3 separate regions of the Gossypium hirsutum genome follow, and regions 1 and 3 are each linked to region 2. The links are chromatin contacts, called in public Hi-C maps. All regions are on one chromosome and are shown on one strand. The core of a region is the stretch at or near the end of the contact, and the rest is flanking DNA. Distances in the headings are between cores, read along the strand shown. Region 1 holds the start of LOC107917913 (protein SGT1 homolog B). Region 2 holds the start of LOC107951846 (plastidial pyruvate kinase 2). Region 3 has its middle 33 kb from the start of LOC107917913.

The links. A called contact is a pair of places that touch in the nucleus more often than the background predicts.
Region 1: a contact with region 2 is called in a Hi-C map of leaf, with 4 times the contacts expected there. The contact joins the promoter of LOC107917913 here to the promoter of LOC107951846 in region 2. A contact is called at or near these places in 3 of 34 Hi-C or Micro-C datasets (callus and leaf).
Region 3: a Hi-C map of fibers shows a contact between it and region 2, with 3 times the contacts expected there. The contact joins the enhancer-like site here to the promoter of LOC107951846 in region 2. A contact is called at or near these places in 16 of 34 Hi-C or Micro-C datasets (anther, callus, fibers and 3 more).

Annotation. Positions count from the first base shown.
Region 1 is chrD08:36,882,744-36,886,028 of Gossypium_hirsutum_v2.1, forward strand. It overlaps LOC107917913 (protein SGT1 homolog B), which reads left to right and starts at 1,835. Exons shown (of 10, transcript XM_016847331.2): 1 at 1,835-2,130; 2 at 2,227-2,296; 3 at 2,923-3,047; 4 at 3,179-3,285. The coding sequence starts at 1,971.
Region 2 is chrD08:37,125,243-37,128,984 of Gossypium_hirsutum_v2.1, forward strand. It overlaps LOC107951846 (plastidial pyruvate kinase 2), which reads left to right and starts at 2,361. Exons shown (of 12, transcript XM_016886996.2): 1 at 2,361-2,766; 2 at 3,534-3,742. The coding sequence starts at 2,530. LOC107951847 (S-type anion channel SLAH2) reads left to right here. Exons shown (of 6, transcript XM_016886998.2): 6 at 1-413. The coding sequence ends at 129.
Region 3 is chrD08:36,915,870-36,919,605 of Gossypium_hirsutum_v2.1, forward strand. No RefSeq gene overlaps it. Among protein-coding and RNA genes, the nearest start is that of LOC107917913, 33 kb to the left of the region's middle. Within about 2 kb of position 2,187, at least 2 of the 9 cell types and tissues checked have an H3K27ac peak or open chromatin away from gene starts, as enhancers often do. A contact at or near this core is called in fibers, where this site is marked.

The DNA of each region.
Region 1 (3,285 bases), core at 585-3,084, 240 kb before region 2:
ACTGACTATTGCCGCCACTTGATCTTAATTATTATGTCTCCCACTTTGGAGCCAGCTAGTTATATCCTAACCGAACTAGGGTTGTGGTACAACTATTTGAATTTCGACCAATAAATTTTTCTATTCTCCCATCAGACCCAACAATTTACTAGTCTTTTCAATTAAATCCTAACTCTCTAAAATCTCGAGTCAATTTAGGTAACCGGGTGGTACAGACACATTATGTTTTTCATCAAAGAATATGTCACTTGGTACGTAACTTTGTCACTAAGTTACATTTTTTCCACAGCATTACAACTTTCCAGGAAAGATATATTTATTCATTAAAAGTCTTTTTTGAAATTTATAATTATTCAAATAAATTTGTTTATATGCAAATAAAAAATTATTATTATTTAAAAAAATTATTTACACCACCGAATATAAATCTAAGTACCTATCTTTTGACATTGCATGTGTACATAAAGTTAATTGATAAGTACACTTATCTAGCAAGCTAAGCACCCAAGTCTATGAAACAAATTATAAAGAAATTTCTATTTATATTATTTGTACTTTATATGTTAGTAATGTGAGATTATTAACATTGCAAATAATTAACACTTATGCTATGTTTAGTTTGCTGTAATGAAATAGAGTTGTAATGGAATAGAGTTGTAATGAAATAGAACTGTTTGGTTGAATAGAATGGAATAGAACTATAATAGTATTATTGTGTTTGGTTGAATGAAATGATGCTGTAATAGCATAAAGAAAAAACTAAAATGACCATAGTACTATTAGCAAAATTATTTTTAGGTAGATGATTATTGTTATTATTATTAAATTTTAATAAGATTATTATTAAAAATAATTTAATAAAATAATAAATAATCTAATCATATTCTAATATAATTATTATTAAATATAATTTAATAAAAATAAAATATATAATTTAATAATATTTTAAATATTTTATTTTTATATTTTCTAAGTTCAAGTTTTAAAGGACTAATATGGAAATTATTATTATTTTATTCAACGTTATGGAATAGATATTCTTTAGTAAGACTAAAGAATAGCTATTATAGAAAGACAAATAATAAGAAAATAATAATCATTTAATTGAATTAGTATTACGTTCAACCAAATAAATGAATAATTTACCATTCAATAAATAAAGGAGAATCAATCAGGGTTTTAATATCAAAATCGAAGCTGTGGGTACCTTGGGGCTTAAGGTTATCCATACCTTAGGTTTCGCAGAAGCCTTGGTGGATACAATATAGCGAATAGTTTGATGGGAGAAGATGCGGTACCGCCTTAGTTTTACAAAAACATAAAAAGCAAGAAATGAAGAAGAATAAAATGCGACCTATGAATTCATGATTAATGGTAACTCCTCTCAAAAGTTAAAACACAAACAACCAGTTAGGGGTTAGATTTTTGTTCAAAATTCAAATCCCTTTTAATGATTTACTTTGAAAAAGAGAAGTTAATTGCTCAACTTTTATTTTTGTGGTTAATTAGGTTATTTTTGATTTTCCAAAAACATAAAAAAAGAGAAAATAACCCTTTTCTTCTTCATTTACTTGATATAAATATTTTATTTTTTTAAAAATAAATTATGATTTTTTATAAAAATTATTTTTTAGAAAAAGATAAAAATACAAATGTAATATTTTAACTATAATTCATGCACTATATTAGTTATTAAATCTTTGAATTAGCGTGTCACACTATTATTTTGTAAATGGATAACTAAAATATAATAAATTAATAATATTAATGATTATTATATAATTTTTAAAAATTAGGCAATTTTAAAAACTATTTATATAGTTTAAAAGGAAATGGGTTTCATTAAATTTCCAAGGAAAAATATATTAAAATATCATCATAATATTAAGTCGTCGCCAGGGTCAATCTCATTCTCCCTCAGATCAATTTGAGTACTGTTTCTTGTTCTCTCTTCTCTGGCATCCCCTGCAATGGCGTCTGATCTTGAGACCAAAGCCAAAGAAGCCTTCATCGATGACCACTTCGAGCTTGCGCTCCATCTCTACTCTCAAGCCATCCAACTTAATCCTAAACACGCCGAGCTCTATGCTGACCGTGCTCAAGCCAACATCAAACTCAATAATCTCACTGGTATTTCCCTTATTTTCCCCATTCCATCTTGCTTTTATATAATTTCTTTTGATTATTTAATTGTCTTTTTTTTTTTTTGCAATTTTGTTGGCGCAGAGGCTGTGGCGGATGCGAACAAAGCGATTGAGTTGGATCCTTCCATGTCTAAAGCTTATCTGCGTAAAGCGTTAGTATATTTTCCAAATGCCTACTTTTCTTTTCTTTAGCTTGATAATTTCACTGCTTTATTTATTTATCTCCTTTTGGCCTTGCACAATCTGCTAATTCCTGCATTAAAATCAGCTGATTCTATCACGCCTTTGATATAATTACTAAGGTTGTGTTTGGGAACTTGGATTTGATAAATAGGTTTGTTTTTGAAAAATAATGTAATTATGTAATAAAACACATGTAAATATAACATTGTTGAATATTTTTCAATTTCATGTTTTTGTTGGATGCCTATTTACTTTAGTGGTGAATTTGAAATGTCTAAAGATGTTCTTGAACTTGAAATTCATGTTTTCATACCTTATAAATATATAATAATATTGGATTTAATTAATTTATACAATACGAGTACATTCAATTATTTCAAATTGTACAGAAAATGAAATCCAAATCTTCAAGTTCATGTTCCCAAATATAGCATAAAAGAATTCCCGAGTGGTTCAGAGTAGGATGAACATTATCAATACAAAATACTGATAATAGATAAAATAGTTAAATTAATATTTGCCTTTTCTTACCTAACACTAATGTTCATGTATCATGCATAACCCTTTATAACGATGTGTAAATCTATGCCTGCAGCACTGCCTGCATGAAGCTTGAAGAGTATCAAACTGCTAAGTCTGCACTGGAGACTGGCGCTGCTTTGGCACCTGCAGAGTCAAGATTTTCCAAGTTGATAAAAGAATGTGAAGAGCGAATTGCAGGTATTGCCTTGAAGAGGGGTTTTTAGGAAGGGATAAATTTATCTACAATAATTGCCCATGCATCAGACATATTCTTTACCTTAATAAAAATATCCATTATCTTACTAATGAATTTTTTTGTGGTCATTCAGAAGAAACTGGTGATGTATCAATGCAGATGCCAGAAGCATTGGCTAAAAATGATGTACCCGCAAAAGAAATTGAGCTGGACAAGGATCAGCCTAATCTAGAGATTGAG
Region 2 (3,742 bases), core at 1,111-3,610:
TGGTTCAATCTTATTAGACATGGAAGCTCAGAGCATAATGCAGACATTGACACTTTCTTGAAATTTGCAAATGGCGACACCAAAGACATAGAAGCTGGGCTGAAAATTTCCAGTGCAGAAGCTAAATGAGTTTAGAAACTTCATGCATGTGCCACTGTGATCAGCCTTAGGTTCAACTTTCATCAGGTTCTTGCCTCTTAAGCAGTCAGACATGCGAGGAACGTCCAATTTGGAGTTTTGAAGGTTTCCAGTGACCATGTGTGTAGAGAGAAAGGAAGGTTTGTGGGAGTTTCAGCAGAGAGGGTGAAGAAAAGTGTTGAATGTTTGATTAGTTGTAAATTGCAGAGTGTACGTGACAGATGTTGATGTAATAAGTTGTTGCGTTGAATAAAACTAAAGTTGTGTTTAAAAAATGGGAGAGTTTTCAATTTTAATTGGGAGTTGTAATTCAATCAAATTAGAGGAGCCATATTCCTATTTCCCACTAAGACACTAAAGAGGGCATGGAAAGTAAGAACCTTAAAATTTATCTCACAGAGAATATTACCTTTTTCTTATTTATTTATTTTCATTATTTTTATGCAATATTTTTTTGCCACAAAATTGTAATACATTAGTTACTTTTAAATATATTTTAAATGCCACTTAAATTTAAATTAATATTCTAATTTAATAATATGAAATATTTAAATTTTATTTTCAATTTAATCATATTATTATTTTATTTTTATTTAAAATAAATAAATAAATAATATTAAAATAAATAGATTAAATTACTTGTTTGCTACTAATAAACTAACTTTTTAAGTACAAAATATCACTAAAAAAATAAAAATAATCAAATTTATATTTTATTTGATGGGGAAATTTTGAAATTTACCATCACATTTCTAATCTCTACAATTAAAATATATAAGTAATTAAAATAAAATATTGGTTGAGTGATAAATTTAAAGTTTTTCCAATGTAATTGGCATGAATTTAAATCCCACCATATACATATTTTATTGCTTTTTTAATTAAAAGGACAAAAGAACCTTCAAATAATATAATTTATTTTAAATATGAAAGATCATTTTTGTAATTTTCAAACAAGTTGGTGTCTGATTGACTTGTGACACCAACTCAATCAGGGATTTTATTAATATTATAGATATATACATTTCATTATTACTATTTCTATAATAAGTAAAAAGTATAATGATAAATTTAGCATTCAATATTTACATTTTTTTGTCAATTTAATCATTATTCCTTTTTTTTAAGCTAAATTTAGCTCTTAACCTTTCAAAAAAGAGTCAAATTATTTTTTAATAGAAATACTGACTAAAACATTAATTTTTTAACGTTGTTGGTGTAACAACTCGCATGACAATTTATGTGTTTATCCTACTAACATAACACCATTTGTCTTATATGTCACGTAAACAAATAATTCAAAAATTATAAAAATTAAAAATTAAAATTAAAATTAAAATTAAAAAAATACAAAAAGTTTATAAAAATTCAAAAAGTTAGCATGAAATACAAGTAGATCGTCATACAGGTTGCTGTATTTAAAATTTTAATATTTTAGTTAACATTCTCTCTGAAGGAAAAATAAATTTTGACTCTTTTTGGAAATGTTAATAATTAAATTCGATTTTTTAATAGGTTAAAGGTTAAATTTAACTAAAAAAAAGTTTATGTTCAAAGCGTTAAAGAGATAAATTTGAAATTATAACTAAAATAAATTCAAAATTCAAAAATTTAAATCCATATACCCAATACAAAACACAAGTTTTATATTTAATGAAAAGAATGCTTGTCAAAGTCAAATCATAAATGATATATGCGGAAAACCACGAGAGGCGAATTGAAATTGGAAATCCTATGGAGGGTTCAACTTCAATCCCAACCCGGAACAAGACCAATGTTATGCTGACACTTGAACAAAAAAATGACGAATGATATCAGGGGTTGAATCTCTGACACGACGTCGTATAACAACAATAAAAAGTTGTCTTCTTTGTTTTAATAATAATAATAATAATAATAATAATTTGCCTAATTTCCATCCGTTTTTTGAAAAGAATAAAGTTTAATGGGTAATTGTATATATAAAATTTTAATTTAATTTAATTCATAATTATTTATATAATATTATTTTATGATTATATATTACATAGATAAATAATTAAATTTATCACATATAAAAATAGGTTAATATATTCAATTTTTTAAAATTTATATAACTAAATCAAAATTAAAAATTTAAATATATATTTAAATCACAAAAAAATATATAACTGAATTAAATTAAAATTTATATGTATAATTTCACATTAAATTCTTACTCAGAGAAAAAAAAAACAGTTTGAATAAAATAGGTGCATAGTGTTTGTCGATACAAACTAGGCACGCTTCATTCTGCAGCCTCCTCTTTTAAAAGTCATTGTTTTAGCGGCGATTTCTCCAACCTTCAATTTTATCAGCGAAACTCCCTCGCCTTCCTCTCCCCTCGAACCCTTTCTATCTCTCATTTTAGCAATGGCTCAAGTGGTGGCCACTAGATCCATTCGTGCTAACTACTTCAGCAAGGCCTCCGGATCCCTTCAGGACCCAGTGGAGAAGCTTAAGCCTGCGTCCTTCGCTTCCAAAGTACTCTTACCTGACCACAGGAAGAGCAACGCCGTCGTGCTTACGAGGAACTCTAGGATTACTGCCAAGAGAGCCTCACGTGCCGAGCCTGAACTTATTCCCGTTTCACCTGAGGATGTACTTAAGGTTTGGCCCACTTCCGACCTCTCTGACCTTCCGCTTTGATTATGAATTTGGTTGCTGCCATCTCATGCTAAAAGAAAAAAGATCAAAAAACGCACTGGATCTTTGTTAACTTTTTTGATTTATCTAGAGGCTAAGAAAGCAATAGGCGTGATATTATGTAAGTGGAGTGATAATATTATCATGGAGCATGCTGATTGTTTTTTTTTATAAGAATGGAGCGTGTCAAGTTGAATAAGGTCATGTTTGTATTTTCGAAAATGCATTGTCCTATTAGTGAAACTTACACAATCCATAAATGGAAATGGTGATTTTTTTTCTCTAAAATGAGGAAACTTCCTGGTCACTTTGGACTATAAATGAGAAATATTTAGGACTGGAGTCAAGATTTCCGCTGAGATCTTTTTACAAGCCAGTCTTTGGTGCACTGTCGGTTGATTTTGTGCTAAAGAAATTATCCAGAGAATAATGAGTAACATGGGGCATAACTTTCACCTGTTTGCCATTGCCGGTGAAAGAAAAGGAACCTTGAAGTGTATAACAACTTAAGTGTTTGGTTAAAATGATGAAGTTCGAATTACACAGTGTATTTCACTTGAAATTTCTGCTTATTTACACTGGTATAGGATGGTGGCATTGCCGTTGAATGACATAGTCACTATGCTTTGAATTGCCATTATATCTATGCTCAAATAACTTATCATGGACAGCTGAAGAGAGAAAATCACCGGAAATCATTGCTTGTAACTTTTCTTACTTTTTTTCTTCAGAGGGAGGAGCAATATGAGCAGTTAAGGGGGATTCAGCAAGTAGGTGATGGATCAGTGGGTATGTGGTCCAAGCCTACTGTTAGACGTAAAACAAAGATTGTTTGCACTATTGGTCCTTCAACAAACACAAGGGAAATGGTATGGAAATTGGCTGAGGCTGGAATGAATGTTGCTCGCTTGAATATGTCTCATGGAGACCATGCATCTCA
Region 3 (3,736 bases), core at 937-3,436, 210 kb before region 2:
AGGACATAAGAATTGACTCTTAAGTCTCAACTAGACCTGTTCATGGTCCGGGCTACCTACTTAGGTTTGAAAGTTCGCTCGAAATTTATAAGGGTTTGAATAAAAATATTAGGCTCAAAAAATAGGATTGGACAGAAAAATTAGGCCTGTTTAAGCTCTGGCTTAAACATTCAAGGCCTGAGCTCGGCCCGACCTATTTTTAAGTTTATAATACTTTATATTATGTTATTTTTATATATTATGTAAATTATAACACATTAAAAAATAAAGTTATACTAAATATATAATACTACTCTAATGTAAGTATTAAAATAATGATAAGATGACTATATAAAAATTTCAATAAAAAAATTTATAAAATGGAACTTAAATGTGTACATCAACGGGAAAGAGACATATGGCGAGGTCAGAGATGAAGAGAAACGATGCAAATTTATGGTCCTCGTACTGACCACTATTTGAACGGAAGGAACCAAACTGGTAGTTGCAAAGTATGTTGGTTAAGTTGTAACCCTTGCCATGGTTTGTGTAGCTTGCTTCATCCAACCCACTTCGTTTAAATTTAATTTAGTATTATTTTTCAAAAGTGTTTTTACTCTTGAGGCGCATTCAATCGTCAAAAGGGAGAATGTGATTGAGTATCGATGAGTCAAAAAGGTTAAGTCAAAATACCAAATGAAAGTAGATCAATTTTTTTTCATTTTCGAGGAAGTGCATATTTTATCTGAATCTTCTGAATTTCTTGAAAATCCTAAAAGATCCATTTTTTATTTTTTCTCTAATAGATGGTCAGAACTTCATCTGGGTTCGAACCCTACTGAGAGGTCCACTAGAGATCAGAAATTGTTTAAGAAAAAATAAGATGTTTCTTTTGTTCCTTCCAAGCGATCGGAAAATAAAAAAAAATAGTTAATATAAGTCAAAAAATTGTTTAGAGTCATAAACTGAACATATAATTTTTGGATAAAAAGTGTTTTTAAAAGATCTACAAAATCCAAAAGCAAAAACAGTTTTTTTTAATTTTTATTTCTGGAAAAAGCGTTTTAAGAACAAAAGATAATTTTAATCCTTATAAAATATTTTATATAATATTTATATTAGGTATGTAATTACTTTCCTATTGAAATTTATTTTAAATATATAATATTATATATTTAGATTTTTATTAGTTATATTTTTATATGTAAAATATAATTTATATATTTGAATTAAATTTTAGAAATAATTAATATTAATTGCTTAAAAATATTTAAAATTTATGAAATTTAAATAATAAATGAAATTAAATGCATATTTGTATTTCAAATAATTAATTTATATTTCATATATTCTTAGTAAAATAATATTCAAATTAATTAATATTATGATATTTAAATAATAAATTATTTTTATATTCTTAGTAAAATATCATAATATTAATTAATTTGAATATTATTAAAATGCATATTTGTTATTTTATAACAGCATGTCTAAAGCAAACATTTTATTTTTCAAAAGTATTTTTTGACAACAAGACTAAACACTTAAATCTTACACCAAAATTTTCAAAAATACTTCTCAAAATCACCTTTACACAATACTTCTCAAAAGTAATGCTAAACTAACCCTTAACCATCTTTCAAAATAATTACTATTGCTTAATATTATATGTTAGAAATCCTTGTGTTTTCATTTTACTTTCGTTGGTAGAGGGAAAGAAAAACAAGGTTTGAGGATGTCTCAGTTGGTCATTGTCCTAGATTCAATTTTCACAGTCAAAATGAGGCCCGATGACAAAGTTTTCTGCTCATGAATTCCATCATGATAATCACCACTTGAATAGCCCAACCACCATGTCGATCTCAAATATTAAATTGAAGTAATCTAACTTCCTTTTTTTTCTAATAAAAAAAGTTAATGGAGTGTGTTCCAAATTTTTAAATTTCAAATAAAATATCATATATATAATCAAATTCACTTAACTAATTTTTTTTTCGAACTAAACATCAATTAAAGATATATAAAAAAATAAAGGGAAAGAGATATCGTCTAGGTAAAGCAAAACCCATATGTCTGTAATTTTTTTGACATGTAACTGTCTACTTCGTTAGCACGCTATTTCTTGGGGCGATCTTCCCTTGTTGTTTCAGGTTTCCAGTTTTTTGGTGGTTTCGACAGTTTGCTGGTGTGTGGTTTCTGTGGGGCAGGTGCTCGTGTATTTGGTGGGACATGGAAAATGATCTGGCTACTTTGCGAATTACGGAGGAGGAGGATGATGTGATTCAACTTCTGGGGCCTTTAATTGGTCGCACTCTACTATATGAATTTTGTTTTGTGGGTTGTTTTGTTACTACTAGTGTGATACATTTCCCTGATATGAACAATACTTTAGCGAATTTATAGCATCCTTTGGGAGGGATACAAATTACTGACTTAAGGGAGAAATGGTTTCTATTTTGGTTCTTCAATTGTGTTGACTTTGACCGAGTTGTTAGAGGAGCACATTGGACTTTTAACAACCATATTTTGGTTTTTCATTGCCTACGTCCTAGTAAGGACCCTTTGTTGGTGCCTTTGATCTACTCCTACTTTTGGGTGTAGATTCATGATTTACCACTTGGACTATTTTCGGAGGCTGTTGCTCGGGCATTGGGGAATTTCGTTGGGCTATTCGAGGAGTACGATGCCAAATAAGATATTAACAGCATTGTTCCTTTCTTGCGGATGAGGGTCAAAGTTGATATTCGGGCACCATTGAAGCGTCGGAAGAATATTCAACTATCTCCTGGGGACTCTATTTATGTTCAGTTTTGGTATGAGAAGCTTACACTTTTCTGCTTTTTGTGTGGTCGTCTGGGGCATGGAGACAATTTCTACCCCATTCACTTGGCAAAGGAAGTCATTGCAAATGATAATGGATGGGATATTTCTCTTAGAGCGGTGGGACGTAGAGTCGCTGTTATGGACAGTATCTGGCTGATTAAGGAAACTACTAATGGTTTTTAGGGGATAGTTCTTTTGAGCACCTTTAGGCTTACGGGTTTGTCGACTACCTTATCAGCGTGTTTTCTAGGGGGTCTCCATTTGATTTTGGGGGTGAACTTAGAAGGGGTTGTGTCGAGAGCTACCGAGAATGATCTGGGTGTGTACGGTTTAGTCAATATGATCTATGATTTGAAATATGCTCCTGTGGTAGGAATTGGTGGGAAAAAGAGACTGCGAAGTGGACGTTCCTCTAGGCTTGTTTTAGAGGGTTCGAATTCACTAAGGGCTGGAGACGAGCGATCTCCTACTTGCCAATTGAATATATCAGTGGCTGCTAAGGAGTAGGTTGGTCGACAACCATGAGGATCTTCTGCTAGAATGTGTGTGGGTTGGGGAGTCCACGGAATATTCGCAAGCTTCAGCATATGCTGAAACTGTACAATCTCCATATTTTCTTCTTCACGGAGATGAAATTAGATTGTGATCATATGGTTCTGGTACGGCATCGGTGTGGGTTTTTACGTAGCATAGAGGTGTCGGTGGAAGGGACTTTGGGGTGTCTTAGTTTGGGTTGGCAGGCGAATCTGCTGGTGGATTTATGAAGTTTCTCATGGTTTCATATTGATGTGAATGCCAAAGAGATTGGTATAGACGTGAGTTGGATTTTTACAGGGTTTTATGGTTTACCGGATTTGAGACATCGGTCTGTAGCTTGGGATACACTTCGGACTTTAGGACATGATCAAAGGTTGCCCTGGTAGGTGTGTGGTGA